Regions from separate parts of the Anser cygnoides genome. Here region 2 is linked to region 1. The links are chromatin contacts, called in public Hi-C maps. All regions are on one chromosome and are shown on one strand. Each heading gives the region's core, a stretch centred on a gene start, on an enhancer-like site or on the middle of the called end of the contact. The rest is flanking DNA. Distances are from core to core; before and after follow the strand shown. Region 1 overlaps MTSS1 (MTSS I-BAR domain containing 1). Region 2 has its middle 21 kb from the start of SQLE.

What was found. Hi-C and Micro-C count contacts between places; a contact is called where the count stands out from the background.
Region 2: a contact with region 1 is called in a Hi-C map of liver, with 2.6 times the contacts expected there. The contact joins two enhancer-like sites. A contact is called at or near these places in 4 of 7 Hi-C or Micro-C datasets (granulosa cells and liver).

The regions. Positions count from the first base shown.
Region 1 is chr2:151,946,055-151,953,047 of Taihu_goose_T2T_genome, forward strand. The region is part of intron 4 of MTSS1 (MTSS I-BAR domain containing 1); the gene reads right to left. Among named protein-coding and RNA genes, the nearest start is that of TATDN1, 49 kb to the left of the region's middle. Within about 2 kb of position 1,332, at least 2 of the 3 cell types and tissues checked have open chromatin away from gene starts, as enhancers often do. A contact at or near this core is called in liver, where this site is marked.
Region 2 is chr2:152,083,258-152,090,796 of Taihu_goose_T2T_genome, forward strand. No RefSeq gene overlaps it. Among named protein-coding and RNA genes, the nearest start is that of SQLE, 21 kb to the right of the region's middle. Within about 2 kb of position 1,789, at least 3 of the 3 cell types and tissues checked have open chromatin away from gene starts, as enhancers often do. A contact at or near this core is called in liver, where this site is marked.

The DNA.
Region 1 (6,993 bases), core at 82-2,581:
GCAAAAAATGGGAACTGCAGGCCTCTCGCCACACCATGATATACGAGTGCCGGGCCCATTTCCGAAGCGTTCAGCTGCCCGTGCAGGATCACGTGCAGCGCACAGGGTTTATCTCAACCCACACGGCACCAATGCTCCCGTTTTCGGAGGGCCAGGATCAGCTGGCTACATAATTGGCAGAAGGAAACCATTTTGTACCACTGCAGCAGTTTGAAAATGTCCAAACATAATGAGGGAGGGTGGTTTGGACTTGCTTTTACCCAGTTCCAGCCAGCCAGCCCTGGTGAGCGCGAGTAACATATGCTTTCTATAAATTATCACTCGGCATTTACAGTGGTGGTTAGCTTGCAGAATGAAAGGGTTGCCAACCCGCACACTCTACAAACAGCGACTGACCTTACAAGCAGCATTAATGTGTGCACGAATCCTGATATTGGATGTGCAGCTTGGTATTCAAGCACAAGACAAAAGAGTTCTCAAAATCCAGTACGATGTTTATTGCCAGAGCTGTAAGAAACCTGCCTCAGCCTCCAAACTCCTTAATGGCTTATCTTAGAAAATGGGTCCAGCAGCAACCAATTGCCCACTTACTCAAGGATAGAGCCATGAAATAGGCAGCAAGCCAAGCAGAGATAACTCGTGCTATCAACACAGACCCGGTGGCCAACAGAGCACCTGGAACAGCACTGCATCAGGAGTGGGCTAAAAGTACAGCCCGTCTCCACGCTGCTTACAGGCAGGTCCCTGGCAAAAATTCATGACGTTTTCCAGTAGTTACAATTTCCTGAAGATAAACACAGAGGCCAGATTAGCAGACTTTTCATCAAATCAGAAGTATTATGGGTGGGTGACCTGGGCTCTATTCACTGCCCTGCAGCTATTCAAGTTAAATTACTGTGCTTTGGGCTCTCCGTTTATAAAATGAGGCTATGAATTATCTGCTTCTCTGACATCTACAATAACTCATCCATTAAGGCAAACAATGCTTGGGAACGGTGTAAAGTAATACTTTGAAACTGGAGACCAGAGCCGTATTCATCAGGTTTCCCACTCAGAGAAAGTGACTTAACAAAACGCTCCTGCCAAATTTGATCAGAAAGTGGGTGATAACATCAGACGTTTCTCATAAGTAAAAGGCAGCTCTGCAAGGCAAACATGCTTTTGCTCTCACTTTCCCTGTTTTTCCTACTCCTGCCTAAGCCTGTGAAAGACCAAAAACCGTCTTCATGTAAGATAATTAAACGAAAGCCTGTGGACCATGGCACTACAATGAGGCCACTATAAAGGCATAAATGATTTTCTTTGACGCGTGCTTGTCATTCAACGTTGCAGAGAGACAACAGGGAGAGACTGTAGCGAAGAGACTCAATTGTTTTATTAGAATCATTATGTTTGTACTTAATAATGATCATAGACCAAGGAAATGACTATTTGATGAAATGTGCAGCTGTACGACTGCACAGCCTCTGTGTACGCCAAACAACTCCCTACAATCGACCTCTTATCTTCCTCCTCTTGCTTCACTGTTGAGCAACCCCAGCAGGCTCACAAGATGACTGCCTTTCAGGAAGCGCCTTTAAGGCTCCAACTTATTAACCAGCTCATCTTTATCTTCCAGGGCACAGTCCAAATGTGCCAGCCATTTCCCTCTCCTCCAAAAAGGAGAGGATGATGAAAAACGGGTGTAATACTTTTGCCATTTCAAAGTTATCGGAAGAGGCTTCCATTAAGATTAAAGCAGGAGCTGAACAGAGGCGAGATTATTAAATACACCTCCAAGCACAGAGGCTATGACAGGAAGACTAACAGTAGGACATTCAGGCTAATGGTCATTACTCAACCCTTATACAAACTCACGCTGTTAGAAGAGCAAGCAGTTTCCATCACTGATTACAGAGGGCATGGACCTTGATCTTGCACAACTGTTTATGCAGATGCCTCGATGAAACCCAAGGATGACGGGATCGGTGCCAGGGTGTCACAGCAGACAGGGAAAAAAAGGAGGGCTTTTGCCTAAAAGTGATCAGCACAGGGGTTGTAAGCAGCGTCACCGGGACAGAAACCTAAAATGGGAGCTACGGTAGCACTTCATGTTTCAGTGAGCCAGTGGCTTCCAGGTAAGGCTTTTAAGTTGGAAAAACGGACCAAGAACTGCAGACAACAGAGTGATGCTGTTCAGCATCTGCCATGCAGGAAAAGAAAACAGGACACCTTTATTCCTACAACTAAAAGCCTTTCTGAGCAGCACTTGGCAAAGTCTTGAAGGTTGCTGCTCAAAACCAGCTTAAAAAAAAAATCATTTCCTGAAGTATTTCAAAAAAAAGCTTCAATTCAGACATATTTCAGAGAAGACTGGATCTACAAATGTAGAGTCAAGGTCAAAGTCACCTCGATTTTTTTTTTAGGAGTAACTGAATTTAATAAAAGTGAAAAGCTGTGGCAGACCATTGTCATGTACCGCAGCTCTGTCATTGTCACTGCAAGGAAAAGACTGCTTGCAGTGTTTTGCAGGCTTCTGCAGAGTGCTCTTTTGGGTATGCCACTTGGAAAACCTATTTATAGAAGCCTGATATGAACTTGTCACGTTAGCTAGGAGTCCACGTAGACCAGATGATCCTGAGAAGAAAATCTATGAGGTAGTTTTTCTCTTTTGAAGAGACACTAGCATTTGTTCACAGGTGAGACTAGCAGGATCTGAAATTGCATTTGCATTGATTTTAACGGAGGAAGAAGCAGCTTGAGGCAGCACAGAAGGCAAAAGGAATATCCCTAGCACACAGCCTGCCCTGGCAACCACCAGTTTTAGGAAGTCCTGAGAACAGCCCCTGACCACGTTCCCGTCAGTACACTAAAGGATGTGCACAAAAGCTCTTATGGCTTCTTCTGGTCTAGCTCATTCCTCTGCTCAGCAGCATTTCTGCCTGCCCCAGCTGTTCTCCCAGCAGGGCACACAGGGCAAAGCCCAGCCCCATGGGAGTTAACGCGAGGGCTGCCATTACACAAGCAGGGCCAGCACTGCACCCGTGCACACAGAGTTCACTGCACAGGCTCTTCTCAGCCCCCCGGGCACATTAAATACGGTCACAGACCAGCCCTGCTATCATCTTTGGGCAATTTGGGTTCAGTCAGCCTTCAAGGCACGCAGAGAAGCTCACGTGTTGCCCTCCGCTTTTAAAAAGGGCTTACCACACATGCAAGAGGCTGGAAATGCTTTGGGGAGCTTTACATCAAGTTATTGCAGGATGTAGCGATCTGAATTTGGAGAAATTAGTGAGCCTGTCACCAATTCACCAACTTCCAAGATACAAGATGCATCACTGAACTGTGACATCGTACTGGAGAGCAGGAACGGTCCATGCAGAAGGGCTCCTCTGTTACTAAATCTGGAGATTTCTTTCAGGAAATCCCTCTCTCCTTGCAGGTGCTTGTTGCTAGTTTTTCTGAATGCAAAGTTCCACTGCCAGGTTTTAATGCCACAAAAATACAGCATCATTAGAAACAGATTTGCTTAGAAGAGCAAATACCACACTTGTGTTTTCCAAGGACTATTATTTACATTTATTTTTTGGAATACAAATAATTTCCACATTGAAAACTAGAGGGTCTAGTCAACATCTGTATTCCCAACAAAGCTGTGGCCGATATTATTGTCCATACCTTTTCCCCGTTACTTTTCTAACGTACAGCCAATCTCATTTCTGAAGTCACCCTGTGAACAGCTACGTACATCTGACAGCCTTACCCTGAGCAGACCCAACTGCGTTATGCCAAACGCTACACCCACTAACGGCTTCAGGGAGGCAGGCAACGTGAGTCATCAACCTCAAACTCTCTCCAAAAAACCGTGTGTGCTAATAAAAAGGCCTCTTTATAATGAAAAGGGGATTCCTGAAGCTGCTGAAGAACACGAGGCCAAGCCCGTGTGCCGTTTCGTTCTCATCTTGCTGGCAGCAGCCGGACCCGAGGCACAGGCTGGGCTGGGTCTGAGGAAAAGAGGCAGGGATGCTCGGCTCGCTGCACCCAGAAGATGCTCACTGTGTGCTCCAGATGGCCAGAAGATGAAGGCTCAGTTCAAACCTTTTAGACAGCCAGACCCATTGATCTCAGTACCTTCATGAATCCGACTCTAAATGAACATTTAATGTCAGCGCGACGTGTGAAGAAGGCAGTAATTCAAAATCCCTGTGTTTTTCTGAAGTACAGCTCTTTATTTCGTCTGGGCGAAGCTATGAACTGCAATGTAATCTGATTAGACTGCAGCAACATTCAATGAGGGGAAGGGATAATACACTTACAGCAAATGGGCTGGAACACCAAGCGCAATTCCACCGCGCGCTCACATCACGCGCGCTGTGCTGCTGAACCTGCAGCCTCCACCGAGACCACGAGGAGCCGACGTCTTTCTTCCCTTTGAGTTGAGCTGTCAGCCCGGCAAACACCTCTGGCTCCAGAAGTCAAAAGCTCCTTCGCTCAGGTCTCCCAACCACCTGTGCTGCCGACGGCAGCCCAGCCAGGATTTATTTCAGCTACGGCCAAATGGCTGCTGCCTCCAAAACACAAAATGAAGCGCGACCGGGACAAGCAGGTGCAAAAAGCAGAAGAAAAAAAAAGTATTTTTAAATCCAAGTCAGCAGATCTAACTGAAACCCCACAGCAAGCAGATCTGCAGAACAAGGCAGTGCTATTTTTACACTGCTGTCACTTCTTCCAGCAGAGCACGACTTGGTGAACGGAGGGGAGGATCACGGAAGGACGCAGGGAGGCCAAAATCGTGTAACGCTTCCTTAAGAAATTATCAGTTCAAGAAGATTTAGAGAAAGGCTGTAAAGTCTCACCTAGAGATGCAGAGATACGGTGACACCAACCTGTCAGAAGGCCCAGGGCACATGGAAGCAAGCACAGTGCCTTACCGTCCCCGTCAGGGATGGATGCCCTCCTGACGGGGCAGGCTCCTGCCCTCGCCCAGTGCTAGCCATATCTACATTAACTGGTATGTAAGGGGGCTTCAAAAGGCAGCAAAACCTTCTGGTGCTTTCTCCAGGTGGCTGCCCTGTGTGTTCCAAAGGCCATTTAAAAATTGTCTCCTATATGGACTGAAATATTCCTGACTCAACTTCATCCCCCATGATTTATTCACGAATGCATTTATCCAAACTCATTTCGACACAGCCTGGTGGAAGACTGGAGACTACACAGTCTTTCCAGACTCACCCTTCAAAAACTGAGGAGACAAATCAGCAGAAACACGGAGAACCTGCCCATCACTTTCACTGAATAGCGGATGATGAAAGGACACGAGTCCAAGGCCCTGGTGTTTGCAATCACCCAGATTCCCCCCAACCTCGTTTTGCCCAGTGCTGTATCTAAAGACAGTTGTTGTGCTGTTCATCATGTCAATTCCCAAACAGTTAGTTTTGTCCTCGCTGATATGCCCTTTTATTTTTTGGCAGCATCCTGCTTATTTCCAACTTCAGCTTCATCAACCTTACGCTGATATAATGAGTTTTCACAAAAACAAGGGAGAGTATCACCGCACGGATCTGACACCAGCTGGCTGCTTAAGCCCACAGTATGAAGGAATTTGATACACAACACTGAACTTGCTTTAAAAGAAGAACAAAAGGGGGGGTGGAAATACTCCACCTGTTACAGAAAGTGAAATGAGGACGGTCATCTCCAAACAGAGAGGCCAGAACTCTGCAATTTTGGCCACGCACTCGATAAATGCACACTCAGAAAGACAGAGCAAAGTCTAAATTTTTGGGTTTAGAAGAGGTATTGACATTTTCTCCTTTACTTGCAGTGATGCAAGCTCCACATACCAACCAGGCTGCACGCAGCTCAGGTCAGACAGCTAACAAACACAGCACCATGCTCCCTGGATCTTTGGCTGCTTCACATGCACAGATTCCTGTGCTCTGCAGGCAAACTCCTGCTTATCCCACAAATCCTTCCAAACAATCCGAGCTGTCACGCTGAACCTGGAGCGTGCCTGCTTAAACCACGGAGAGTACAGCAGGAGAAAAGCTCCGAGAGTTCTTTGATTCACTAAAAGAAACAAGCGCATCTCGTAGAAAAGATCAAATGAAGCTGCAAAGTTGTTCAGCACCACAAGCATGGCATTCGGGCGTGCAGCAAGACACTCAGCACTGCTGACTGGCATGCAAACGCCAGGCACGTGCTTATCTCTTTCTGTAAGGACAGAGCAACTGGATTTCTTCTTCTGAAGAGGCCCCGCTGGACTACGGTGAACTGGTCTCTGACTGCTGGGACAGCAGATGCACATAATTTTGCCGTACGTTCCTGCTACAATGCACGCACATGCAATGCGCACCAGGTCTGTAACACATGTGCAAGGAGGGCACGGTTTAAAATATCACCCAACCTCCCTCGGTAAGAACAACTGCAAGGAGCTTCAGGAAATCTAGGTTTGAGACAAGGGAAGAGACTAGAAATCAAGAGACAGAAGGAAAACAAAGACAAATTAAGAACAAGCCTTTGCAAATCCTGAAATTTAAGCCTTGAAAGGGGAGCAGAAGCTGTCCTGCGCCCACAAAAGTTGCTTTGCAGCGCTGCTTGTCAATCTCTTTAGCCTTTGCCTCGCTGCAGCACAAAGCACCTTTTGTGCCTCCCCCCATGCCGCAGCCGCTAGGAGAGGAGCAGGAGGGGATTCCGCCGGAGAAAAGCCCGTGGGTCCGAGCTGCTCCCTTTCAAATACTGGTGCAAAGTGTTTGGTTAGCTGTCCTTTCCTGAAGCACCTCTTAAAAACAAAAAGAAAACAAAAAACCAACACAGAAACATAAACCAGCTCAGGCTGGGAAGGAGCTCGGGAGGCCGCGTGGTCTGCTCAAGATGGGGCCAGCTTCGAGGAGGTTCCTGGGGAGCTCGTCCAGTCTGTCCCTGAGCACCACTATGGGACGAGATACCTGGGCTCCTCTTACAGTTGCTGCCTGGTGCCACTGTCAAAACTGTTTTCCTTACCTAAAGTCCAGA
Region 2 (7,539 bases), core at 539-3,038, 140 kb after region 1:
GTTTCCAAATTCAAAGCCAACGCTGGGAAGTATGAAGGTTCTTTGTAGACTATGAGGTGAGGTGCCTTTCACAATTTTAAATACTGTAAGACACTAAATTAATTTATTATAAGAATATATTACTATAAGAGTTAGTGTTGAAATCATGGATCATCGAACAGAGGTCACAAATTAGCCATCTAATGTACTCTCTGGGCTTTATCTTCTGTGTTAATCCTGCAAAATGTTTTACATTTAATTTTAATGCACTCCCTAGGTCAATTTCGAGCTGCAATTTGTCATGCATCATTAATTTACAAGTCTAAACAAGTCCTGATATTAATTATTACTTCACAGCTGCCAAACATTTTATAAAGCTATAGTGATATTCCTGTTCTTCATCTCTACCTGTGAGCATCTGGCTGCTGATTTTTTGGTAGTCAGTGCTTATTTCTTCTCATCCTTTGAATCTGTTAGTCTGTACTTATTCTGAAAAATACTACAATATGAAGCAGGCAATTACGACAGTCATTCTGTAACCTTCTGTGTGGTATTTGTCACCCACTGAGATTTTCCCAGCCCTGGGAATTGTTAAGTCAATGTTGTCTCAGTTAAAGACCAGCAACTATAACTAATGTTTTCAAAGCTGGCAGAAGCTGCACTCTTAAATCCATTATTTATACCGTTTGATAAAAGTGAGCTGATTTTTAGAAACGTTAAAAAAAAAAATCCGAACGGAAATCAAAAACATGCAATTACTAGCATTCCTAATTAGCAAATAGAAATAATAGTCTATATTCACCCTCCTGTGTTTGTGTCTGGTCATACCTCCTTGACCAGGGCCATTTTGGCCCAGACACAACCTGTTACGTTAGAAAAACAGTTTTTAAGCTTGGGATTAATATTTCACAGCAGTGGCCAATGGGACACCACAATCCAGGTCCTACCAGTAAAGGTACAAGAACACATCAATTAGTTCAGACATGAATGCGAGTGGATAAAAATGCCAGACGGTAGCATGGCTCTACAAAATTGCCTACATACTTGAAGAATTTGAGAATATTTTAGCTTTAGAGCCAACCCACAGCTTTGTAAAGGATGACAAACATGTTCTAAAGGAAGAGGGGGAAGCAAACTGTCAGCTTTCCCTTACAGAACCGCCTGAAGGACGCGGTGGGAGAGCTGGAGACTCCCTCCGTCCCACAGCCAAGAGGTGGATGGCTATTCCTTTCCTGCAGTGGCTCCTTGGCCTTTCCTGCCACCCTGCCCCTCCTGCCTGACACTGCAGGACACGGAGATGAAGGCTACAAGCACGGCTCTGATCTCCCAGCCCTGCTGGTGCTGCAAGGGGAAGGGAAGGGAGGAGGAGGGAAGCTCCTGCGGTCGGGTGGGGCAGCAGCAAAGGGAAGAGGCTGCCTTCTTCACCCTCAATCCAAACACCAGCTTGCAGGAGGTACATTACCCTACCTGGGAATTAGGCTTTAGCCTACCCCACCTATTTAAGCTGCCGGGGTTTGTGTTTCCTTTGCAGCAGCAATGCAGCCCGTCCCGCCTGGCTGACCTCCAGCAGCAAGTCTACAGCTGAGAGGCTCATTACAGCACACGGTGATATGCTGTACTTTTATATCAAGAGCTGAAATAACAAACTCGGTTCATGCAGGGGGCAGAGCTTTGGACTCATCTCTGCTTGAGAGGCCTGGTTATTTATTAATTATATTTAAAGTTTTATAACAGCTTAAAAGGAATGCGAGCCAGAGGCAACACTTCCAGTCAGGCCTCCCTTGTGCAATGCTTGTGTAATTCTCTCGGTTTATTGCTGGCTTGTGCAGCTACAGAAAGCTTCAGTCTGCTCCCTTTTCTAATGCCTCCACCGGTCCCGGTGATTTCCTCATCCCTTGACACACAATCCCCAAAAGCACTACCTTCTTGTGAAATCCCGGGGCATGAGAGTCCAACGTGCAGGCCAGTGCTGGGGAAGACAGAAAATAAATAATAAAAAAAAATCTTTCCCAATCACTTTCTGAGGAAAATTTGTCTGACTCCTGCTGTCTGATACCCACCTGGTGAGATGGGAGAGAATGCTCTGAGCTGCTTCTCTGCCTGAAATCCCCCTCGCCATATCAAGCAAGGCACTCACAGGGTTGGCAGCTTGCAGGGCCCAATTTTCTCCTTCAAGACAAGCGTCCAACAGCAGTGTTAAAGGGTGGTGTAAGTCAACGAGTTCTGGTGAGTTACGTACTGAGGTACCCTAGCTCGCTGGGTTAGGAAAGGCCTTTATAAACATACGAGGTACGACTTGTCAGCGCGTGGTGCAACGCAACCATTTACTCACGATCCTTTTACGCAGGCTGAGCCTATGTGGGGCATGGATAACTACGGATGGACTCCGCCATAAAGCTGTTTGCGAAGGCATCTGGCGTCGGGCTTCAGACCTCCTCCAGGAGCCAGCCCCACAGCAGTGGGCACCTGCAGCCACCTGCTGGCTCCCTCCAGGCTCGGGAGGGCTTCCTTCCTCCTTCCTTCCTCCTTCCTTCCCCACAGGGGCATCTCTGGCAGTTCTTGCTACTTGCCCGTGTTTCTTGAGACCCTGGCCCCAATGAAGGAGAAGCTGAGAGATGAGATGTGCTGCATCCCATTAGAAAATAAACGAGGAAGCCCTTTAACCCCCCCCCCGTCCTTCCCTACTGCTGAATTTAGCTCTGCAGGAGTGCAGACAGGGAAAAGGCAGGCCTAAAGCCCGACACAAGTTCAATGTGTTGCACGTGAGCTGCAGCTCGTACCTTGATTAAATGAATTTGCATAGCCAGTATTAGTTAAATCCTAATGTATTAATGAAGATGTTAATCAATGAAGAAGTGTGCAGAAAACGAGATGCAAACTAAATAAGGCCCAGGAAGGCATGCTTAAGGGAGTGGTTCTGGAGAGGTTTTTTTCACCTTGCTGTTGGGGATAACGCCATCCTGCTTCCGCGAAGCCTTATCAAGATCAGCCGGCAAGCAACTGCTTTGATTTTACCAATAGAAGATGTTATCTGTGCCTCTTGATTTCTTTTAAATTAACACGTAACTTTCTGTAGTAATGTTACAGGTTTCGTAAACATCCTGGCAAAGGTACCAAATGTTAATTGGGCCTGCTAATCTCAGTTTAATAGGATGATCAACATCTTTTGTTTTTTCCCTTCCTGTGCCTCTGACTGTGTCATTTCTTCCCTAATCCCCACTCTTTGCTCACTGCATTTCTTCAGTTAATATGTTGATTTATTTTTTCCCTACAAAAAACACCTTCCTCTCCCACTACGCACCCCTTCACATCTCTGGCCTCTGGTGCTGTCGAAGTGAATAAAATGGAGATGCCATGTCCTCAAGCTCTCGCTGTCTGAGACCATTATGAAAAAGAACTGGATTAATGAACTGACTGTGGTAGCAATAAGGGAACACAGAAGATGGTTGGGATCTAATCTCAGACCAGTTTCAATCCCCTTCTGTCAGCGCTCCTCCACAGATTTTGTCCTAGTCATACCACTCAAAGTCTTCTTCTAAACTGAGGTTCAAGCCTGATCACCATCCTCAACCTCTCTGACTGGTCTGTTGCTCTTGGCACTACTATTAATGCCTGTGTTTTTCTACCTTGCCACGCTGGAGTTAATGACTTTCCGATGCTCTTTTTCTCTCAGTCTAGGATTTCTTTCCAAAATCTTCCCTCCCACCTCCAAGTGGAGCGTTCCCTCCAAACCTCCCGCAGTGCCTTCCCTCCCACCCTCTGTTCTCCATCCTCAGGTGACCTCTCCTGCTGACGTGGATGTAAGTATTACCTCCATGTCAACTGCCTTTAAAGTGCTTATCTACTGCTGATTGCTCTTCCGCATGTAGGTTTTGCATCTTACTGCCTCCATAGTGCTACATCCTGACAGATAGCTTGCTACCATCTCACTGGGATCCAAAAAGAAGCTCATTAAAAAACAAACCAAACAACGCAGCTTTCCTCAGCTATCTGGCTGGCAGCCAGTGTGTTTGTCAATTTTAATGTCTTTGATATTTAAATTTAGCTCTCTCTTACTGCTGATACCATTTGGCAGAAGGTGTACTTACAATATTATTCCCAAAGCTCTTTGCCAGGCATCTCTTTGCTGCACTCAAATTCTTCCCAGGAATTCACTTCTGCTTATAAATAAATGCAGGGACGAACAAGCTATCAGTGCTATCCTAATTAGCTAAAGAGATAATTTTATTGTTTTTCATTCTCCTTTCTTCTCTTTGTCTGTATGCTGTATGAAATCTTCCCTTCTAGCCAAGGACTGTCTTTAATTGTTCATGACACATCTAAGACGCTTCAATGTGCATTTGTGTTTTTCTTTCACAGAATTCCAAGGAAGAAAAAATTATTTTAGTAACAGGATGGTGTGGCTACAAACCTGCAATACTGCTATATGGTGTCAGAGGCAGATAAAGTATCTGTGTGAGGGTGTCGTACTTCTGTGTCCCAGTTTTGAGACTAGTTGGGCAAGGTAGTGCAGGTTGCACTAGAAGTTTTCACACGTTGAACATTTTGGTTTAAGAAGAGAAAGAGAAAAAAAAAGTTTTACCTGACATCTAGTCTTAGTAAGACTATTTAGACTTTTTAAATTTAGAAGACTTCAACACTTCAGAGCTGTGCAAATATTTCCTTCATGTATTTTTTTTAAGTTATGGATTATTCTTCATTGAGTCTCCTACTCTCAATTTTGAGAAAGATCCGAAAAATTACTACTCTTGGTTTAGTAGGACTTGATTCTGTAAAATTTTAAGAAATTTTAGAATGTTGAAGTTACACAACGGGATTTCATGTGATTCTGTGTCAGGCCACTTGAGTTGTATTTGGCCAAAATAGAGGTGCTATGGTTGCTTTATATATGTATACAAACATATACATACACACACACGCACACTGGCAGTTACTAAGCTGTTGCCAAAACCTGAAGATGTTTATTGTGCCTTGATACCAACACCTATGTCATTACAGCACCCAAATACTTAGAATTTCTTTTAGACAGATACCCACTGAGATTCGGGGAACAGGTTTTTGCCCCTCCTGTTTCACCTGCAGGATTTAATGTGATGTAGATGCTGACATGCGGCTCCGTACAACCATGGCTGAAAGATTTTGCCTCTTTTCCATAATTGCTCGGAAGTGAGGCATTCTCCTAGACCTAAATTCTTTTCCAGTTTCATCCCAGGACATTGGAAGCATCTAGATAAGTGCTGTAATCACCCAGGCATTCATAGATGTTCTAAACACTGTTTTCAATAAAATGCTTAACTGCTGTTGGGCGCAACACCCAACACCCTTGAATGCTCTAATGACCATACTGTAGTATCATAACTCATTTGTTTTTCTTGTCCTGCTGAATATTTGGGTATGCCATTCAAAGCAGAACTTCCATAGGGGACCAGAATATCCTGCAGCAGATGGGTAAAGTGGCAGAAGGAGGAAGGAGCTTGGATCTAAACCTCCTTCAGAATAAAAGCACCTGGATTTTGGTATCCCATATCCTGGGCACCTTATCTAGGCACCTAGGTAATTACCCTGAGCATTTAGGTAAATGGTCAGTTCTTGGCTATCCCTTGAAAGGGCTGATAACCTTCACTGTTTGAAAGGTGAGAATAGGTTCCTAATTGCACCAGGGAGTAGATACTTCAAGCGCCTGAATGGTGAGCTCTGCAAAGCCTAGTGCTGACCCCAGCCTCCTTCATGAGTTTGTCTCAAAGGAGTTTTTCCCATGAGAATTACACCTCCGTATTGGCAGAATCAGAACCTCAAGACCAAATGGATAGCAAATAGGAGGTACAATAAAGCTCCTGTTCATAAAGAGTCTTCTAACTAGATAATTAACCTTTTAAGAATGATTGCAAAAAAAGGTCTAGCTTTTCTCTTGGCCCCAGCCCTTTTTTATGCATGAAAGCCTTATTATTAAGCAGTAGAGGAAACCTGCTCCTTTTAGATCCTTAGAAATACCCAGCAAGAACTTCATCAGGGGATACTTAAATATGCATTATTAACTTTTTTGGTAAATTCGGCATATAGAAAAATTCATTGGTCTTCCCAGCCACAGCTCAAGAAAGTATTTAACTCTGAAGTTACCTATGACCTGTTCTGATGCTATCTGAATTACATCTTTTTCTTCCACATTTTGTGTTCACGATATAATCCCAAACCTGTCAAATGTAGTGGAAACTGTGCTGTTGACTCTGTTGTTCAACTGGAGATTTCTTTTCTCATGGTGCTTTATAAAAGTGTTATAGAAATAAAAACAGGAAAGTTTCAGTCTGAGAAGACTGCTTGACATGCATTAATTATTGAATGCATATTAATATTCATAAGAGACCCAATTATGTGGGAAAGTCATAGTGATCTTATTTGCTGATTAGAAAAGAAAACACTGGCATGGTATTTTTATGAAGTTCACCTTGTTAACTAAAATTTATGTCAATAAGCAAGTGCAAGGTTAAGATGAAACAGGATAATCACACTGGTGAGGTAACTGCTGATATAAAAATGATAGAAATGAAACTGAGTGCTTTTTCAGCAGGTAAGAGTCTTAAAATCATGAGATAATTTAGTTTGGAAGGACCTCTGGAGGTAGTTTGGTCCAACTTCCCCATCAAAGCTGGGCCAAATTCAAAGTTACATTCCTCAGGGCTTGTGGGACACACTGAAGTGTTAATAAAACATGAAACAGGAAATGCTTGAGAAAATGAGGTGGATATAATTAGATGTAAGAGGCTTACTTAAGGGTGGTTCTTTGGAGTTTCATCCAGGAAAAATGTTTTTTGTAGTCACCAAACTGTCATGTTTGGCCAGGCAGTGTTAAAAGCAAATGAGATAAAAGGCTGAAACCTTATCTACAATGGCTGCTTTAACTCTGATCGTAAAGGAAGGTCTCCAAATTTTTGCTAAAATAAACCTCAGGCTTCCTGTAAAAATGACGGTGATTTGGGACAGCCATAAATACAGTATGTAACATCTGGGCCTTACCTAACATCATTTTAATCTAAAAGTCAGCATCTCAAAAAAACCTTTGGATCGCTTACTGAAGGACCACTGCAGAAGATGCTCGCAGGAGATGCCTGCCTCAGGTCCCTGCGGAAGAAAAGGGAGTTTTGCAGCACAGACGTGTAGGGTGGAATGGAGAAGCAGTTCCAGTGTCATCCTGAGACCTGGCGTGTGGTGAGCAGCATCCCTACACACACAGACATCGCCATGTAATGAAGAGCAGCACTCCCCGCCCACTTGCACACCTCCTAGAGGTGTCACTGTTCTCCCTCACATAGAGTAAAGCCAACTAGAGTGTTTATTCCCGTTCCTGGGAGGGATCTCCATGCTGAGATTTTATCCAGGATGCATTCAGCCTCGTGGCAGCTCTGCCCATTGCTGTTCATCTGTCTCACGGTGAGGGTGAGAACCAAAGACGCGAAGTTCTTGGAAGAGCTGACCTCGTTCAGCAAGGCTCTACCATCTTCAGCCAGGTTGCTGTATACAGCAGAAAAGGGCTTGCTCATTAGGTTGTTGTGATCCCAAAAAGGT